Linked DNA regions of Zea mays: region 1 is linked to region 2. A link is a contact called in public Hi-C data. All regions are on one chromosome and are shown on one strand. Each heading gives the region's core, a stretch centred on a gene start, on an enhancer-like site or on the middle of the called end of the contact. The rest is flanking DNA. Distances are from core to core; before and after follow the strand shown. Region 1 holds the start of LOC100272779 (50S ribosomal protein L21-like). Region 2 holds the start of LOC100304289 (Eukaryotic aspartyl protease family protein).

Region 1 (2,954 bases), core at 8-2,507, 300 kb before region 2:
AGCTCAAGGGTAAGGTTACTACTGGCCTGGCGTTGGTTCTGAGCCCATATGGTGGCACCCCGGTCGCCTCTGATATCTTTCGAGAAGGCCTGATCCCTGAAAAGGATACAAGGAGGATCATGGAGCTCATGGTATGCAAACTAATCAAGGTCTATCACGAACTGTTTCTCGGCCAAATATATTGTTCACAAAATTGTTTAATAATTATCTCACCCATTTCAGTTTCAAAAACAGACGAACAATTGCAGGGTGACATCAGGGCCTTGGAGCACGCCTCACACATGTTAAGACAAAGGACTGCATCACCAAGCACAAACTTCCCGTCGGTGAGCTCTTCAAAGGACTTCATCGATGTGTCGGCAGCCATGGTGGTCATGGGCTTACGGCCCTCCACCTGCGGCTGCACTATGGGGAGAGGAGCACCGGGCTGGTGACGAGGCGTGATGCCGAGGTGCCTGGGTTGGTGGTGGTGAGGCCCGAGAGAAGGCTGGACCACGCGTGGATGGTTTACCCCACGCTTAAGATGTGTAGCGATGAGGCCGATGCAAGCGAGATGTGTGCGAGGCTCTGCTGGCCTTGCTCGTTGAGATCGACAGGAAGAAATTTGGCTGGCCGTCTGGTCATGTTGGAGTCCTCGATGGTTTTGGTTATAGATGCAAATGTGTCGAACCAGATAGCACATGCTACAAATGATCGATTTGTTTCCTTTGTTCAAAGCAAATATACTGTGGCAATATGCTACTTGGCTATGTAATGTTCTTCACATTTTAACTTAGTTCTATTTGGAATGGTTTTGGTTTCACCACCTGACTTTATTTAGTAGGAGAGATTCACTTAGGCCATATTTTGCCAAAAGCGCCTTATCTCTTTTTGGCAGGGTTTGGGTTTCTCAAAGAACGGTAAATACTGACAAATTTGTTGTCGTCTGACCAAAATCAGTTTTAACTTTACCGTTTTCCGTTACCTTTCGTTTTGACAGTTTTTTATCACTGCAAAAGAGGGCCTCGGTTATGTCACACTAATATATGTTTAGTTAAATTCAAAAGTATTTGATTTCCCGTGAAATAAGATATACATTTATTTTAGATCAGGGACGTGTGTGGTTTGATATTTGAATTTTTTGCTTGGATTGGACATGGCTCTCATTGGACGCCTTTAATCGGGATTGTCTGATCTGTCACTGTGTTATGTGTAGTCTGATCTATCACTGTGTAGTCTCGTCAAAACCGCTGTCACCGAGTATTTCCATTTCTACACTTTCGTGCCCTCCGTTCCCCTGCCTCCGCCGTCGCCGCAGCCATGGCGTCGCGGCGCTGCCTCCTCCGCCTACTCTCGAGCCGCCTCGTCCCTCAGAGATCTCAACCTTTTGCACCGGGCTCGATCGCGACAAGAACCCTGACCACTTCGTCCGAGGCCCTCGGCCCCCCAGCTCCCGGGGCCCTCCCCTCCCCTCGGCTGTACTACCTCTCGCGCTGCCACTTCGCGACCCGCTCCTCCGGCGACGAGGACGACGAATATGAAGACGAAGAAGAACACTACGACGAGGAGGATAGCGAGGGGGAATGGGGGGACGATGAGGAGGCGGTGGCGGCGAAGAAACCGAGCGGGAAGACGGAAGAGGAGAAGGTAGCGGAGGCGGCGGAGATCGGCTACAAGGTGCTCGCACCGCTCGGGGCTGACGAGAAACCCTTCAAGCCCTACGAGCCCGTCTTCGCCATCGTACAGGTCTGCTCCATTTGGCCTGTCTTTCGATATTTGAGGCTGGGGTTTGGATCTAATGCGTGACTGCGTGTGTGCTTGTTTCTCGCTGCAGATCGGCTCGCATCAATTCAAGGTGAGCAATGGCGACTCAATCTTCACGGAGAGGTTGAAGTTCTGTGATGTGAACGACAAGGTAAAAATTGCGCTTCTAGTGCGACCTGACTGGCTTGTATACATTGAGGCTGTGGCTTGTGTGATTTAGTTGCGCTGTTTGATGTTGCTTTTCAGTATGGAAGCTTTGTGTTCTTCCCTGTTTCATGTATTATCATCGTATATAACGCAATAGAAAAATGTTGCTATACTTGATCGTGTAATGGTATCTAGAATTTCCTGCTTGCAGTGGAACCCCGGTGATATAGCTCTCTTTATGTACTAGGGCTTGGACCATTGTAATTCTGCTCAGTGGTGGAGGACGTGAGAAAAACAAGGTGTAGCTCAAGTAGTGTCGCAAGAAAATAGGAGGGGATCAATGTACATTTTTTATCAATTATAATATAGTACAAAAAATCTGCGAAAAATAAAAAGAGTTAACAATAATATACTTTCTATTTTTACGGTTAACTTCCTCACCGTTGTCCTCTTAACACATGTGTATTTTGTGGAACATGTGCAATCTCTTCTACCATCTCTACTTCAGGTTCATAATAAGCTTATACTCCACTAGCCCGTGTACTTTGTTCACTTCCACTACAACTTTAACTAAAATAAAATATCTCTTCAAATCATGCCAGGAACGGTTTCAGGTGAGCTGTCGTGTGTGTGGGTTTTGGCACTTGGTGTTTAGAGCTATTTTTTTTGGTTTAATATTTGTGCTGGACGAAAGTAAGGTATTGCTTAGGCAATATGGAGCAACATTGGCTCCTCCGCCCCTGATTCTGCTCAAATTTATGTTGAAACTGCTTTGCACTATAGGCAGGGGCGGGCCCACCTCAATTTATGGGTATTCAATTAAATACCCAAGATTTTTGTTAAAAAATATGTATATATAGTGTATAATACATATGTATACATAAAAAAAAGTTAAAACAATATTCGTCTATTTGGGCTACAATAAAAAGGCCTAGTTCGGTTGCTGCTGCTCCGCCGAACATGTACACCCGCCTGAATCAGTGAAACTGCTTGGCTGCTTAACATTCCTCTCTTTCCAAATCTCACCCAATCGCCACCTGATTGCCGGGGAGACATGGGGCCTG
Region 2 (2,924 bases), core at 83-2,582:
AAACACACTGCACGCGTGTGTGCTGTACATAACTAACGTGTGCGTGACAGGAAGATAGATGTCGAGGCGTGTAGTAAGCTTACGGACGGATTTCAACAAACACCTGTACTGTACGTTTTAGCTTGGTCGTTGTGTGCGCGTGCTGTCCATCGATTGGGCTGGGTCGGTGTCTCCTCTCCTCTCCCTTGTGCCGGTCATCTCTATCTCGTGAGGCTACCTCCGCCAAGCGTAACGGCAGCGGCCGCGTGGCGGCGCGCATGCGTCACCGCCCCTTGTCGACGCGGGCAAGGGCAACGAATGTGCAGCCGCGTCATTGGTCGATCGACGTGCCACTTGTCGCCTCCTTGCTTGCGTCACCAAAAGAAAAGACTCCGGGCTCCTGGGAAGCCAACAAGCAGCATGCCTGTGCCCACGGCCCACGCAGCCAACGCTGGATCGGTCGCTCACCGGAGCAAACTGCAAACGATGACAGGGGCCGCCTGTGTGTCACTGACTCACTGTCACCTGCGGCTGCGGACGTGCATGCACACCTGGGCGCGCAACGTGGCACGGCATGGGTGGCACAACGACCAATGTGCGCGCGGAGCCCAGCCATGTAATCTACAGTAGCACAGCAGCTGCTGGTCCGGACAGAGATTTGGCACGTCCAGACAGTATTACGGCCCCACCACGGCACCACGCCAACGACCGATCGAGTGTGCATGTAGTCAGGGCACTAGCAGCTCTGCACCTGCGTCTGTCCTGGTTCAGCGCATAGTGTGAGTAGGAAGGACCGAAGGAGTAGGTGCTGATTGGGGGAACTGATCTGATCGGAATCGCCAATCAGGACGGCGAATCCGGCTTGCTCGCCGTCCTAGCTAGTAGCTGCCAACGGGCATCCGGAGGACCGGACCCGGGCGAAATCATCTTCTGCAGATCGCATTGTTGCCTACCTTTCGATTCCTTCCCCCCCGCCCTGAAACCAGCCAGCCGGTGATCTTGCAGAGCTGGATTTCTGTCGCGATAAGATAGCCGTTACTGCCGTAAGATTTCCATGGATGGACTCGAATGTGAGGCCCACACGAACATAACATGCCTGGCAACTAGAGCGGCCGGGCCCATGGCCCACGGCGGACAGCGAGCAAATCTCCGGCGGGCAGGAACCAGGAAGAAGGAAAGGAGATCATCTATCATCCTGGCTCGCTCGACCCGGCCGCCAATCAGTCGCGCTTGCCAAACGCCAGCGAAGCGCGCACGATCCGACCCAACCCAATCCACGGGCAGAGCGCCAGCCATTTTGTTTATAAAAGACGACGTCTCCCCCGCTTCGCCGTCACGGACGCAGCCAAAAACTCTGCTCCGCTCCGGCCACCTCCCTCTTCTTCGACTGAGTAAACACGAGCAGCCGAGCACGCGACCCGACAACGCTCGCGCGGAGGCCGAAATGCCCGCTGCTGCTCCTCTTCCCAGTACGTAGCAGCGGAACATCGTCGTGGGTCGTCCGCCGTTGCCATCGTGTGACGGCGTGAAGGGATCGGATCGAAGGAGGCCGCAAGCCAAGCAAGGATCAAGAAATGGCGTCGCGCGGCCACCTGCTGCTACTAGCGCTGCTCGTGCTGGCCGCGGCGGCAGCGGCAGCGTCGGGCGGCGGGCGACAGCACCAGCAGCGGCAGCGCGGCGGGAGGAAGCCGAAGCCGGCGCGGCCGCGGCTGGACCTCGTCCCCGCCGCGCCGGGCGCGTCCCTGGGCGAGCGCGCGAGGGACGACGCGCGCCGCCACGCGTACATCCGGTCGCAGCTGGCGTCCCGCCGGCGCCGCGCCGCCGACGTGGGCGCGTCCGCCTTCGCCATGCCGCTCTCGTCGGGGGCCTACACCGGCACGGGCCAGTACTTCGTGCGCTTCCGCGTGGGCACCCCCGCGCAGCCGTTCGTGCTGGTGGCGGACACCGGCAGCGACCTCACCTGGGTCAAGTGCCGCGGCGCTGCTGGACCACCGGCTTCGGACCCGCCGGCGCGCGAGTTCCGCGCCTCCGAGTCCAGGTCGTGGGCGCCCCTCGCGTGCTCCTCCGACACCTGCACCTCCTACGTGCCCTTCTCTCTCGCCAACTGCTCGTCGCCGGCTAGTCCCTGCGCCTACGACTACCGGTCAGTACCTCACCATCTCCCCATTTCCATTCCCCAAGAACAGGCACCACCGCAGCAGCAGTAGTAAGTGTTGCCGTGTTGGTTGGTGAGCGAGCGGGTGGGTCGGGACCTCACCTCGCGCGCGCCATTACTCGCGCAGCTTTTTAACCGTGCTCCTCCTCCTCCTGCCGGTCTCGCCGCGGCATGGCATTCAATTTGCTTCGCTCGGCAGGCTCTGCTCCTGATTGCTGGGGCTGCTAGTGAGTGCGGGCACGAGTTCATGCGCCTTGTGCTCTTGCACTTGACTGACTCTCCTGTGAAATTCACCCTCTACTACTACATTCAGGGTAGACGTAGACTACACACGACTCACGGTGACAGTAGATTCTAGGGATTGGCCAACCACAAGCAGCCGCAGCACGGCAGCAGCACGTTGTACGGGTCGAGGTTGTCCAGGCTCCGGCCGGGACGGACGAGCGGGCAACCACCACACATTTATTCTTCACCGGCCCCGGCCGCGTCTCTCCGATCCGTCGCGCGCGATCTGGACGACGCGACGCCCCGATCGTTGGTGGCGCGCACGTTGGCGTAGGTAGGGCGGCGTCGCGGCCGCCGATGCGCTGTCGCCTGCCTCCTGTCTCCGGTTCGTTTTGTTTAAAAAAAATGGAGCAACTTGTTCACCCGCCGCCGCCTCGCCAAGTGCCTAAATGCACGCGCCATGTGCTGGCTCGGCGGACTGCCGCGCCCCGTGACCCTGCTTGTGGCGGCAGCTTGGGGAGTTCAGAAACACGAACATGGCATGGTTGCCTGTCCGATCCGGCGT

Evidence for each region. A called contact is a pair of places that touch in the nucleus more often than the background predicts.
Region 1: a contact with region 2 is called in a Hi-C map of ear, with 5 times the contacts expected there. The contact joins the promoter of LOC100272779 here to the promoter of LOC100304289 in region 2. A contact is called at or near these places in 3 of 25 Hi-C or Micro-C datasets (ear, endosperm and tassel).

The regions. Positions count from the first base shown.
Region 1 is chr8:68,746,140-68,749,093 of Zm-B73-REFERENCE-NAM-5.0, reverse strand. LOC100272779 (50S ribosomal protein L21-like) reads left to right here and starts at 1,257. Exons shown (of 5, transcript NM_001147232.2): 1 at 1,257-1,725; 2 at 1,814-1,894. The coding sequence starts at 1,300. It also overlaps the pseudogene LOC109941512.
Region 2 is chr8:68,443,592-68,446,515 of Zm-B73-REFERENCE-NAM-5.0, reverse strand. LOC100304289 (Eukaryotic aspartyl protease family protein) reads left to right here and starts at 1,332. Exons shown (of 2, transcript NM_001165731.2): 1 at 1,332-2,122. The coding sequence starts at 1,554.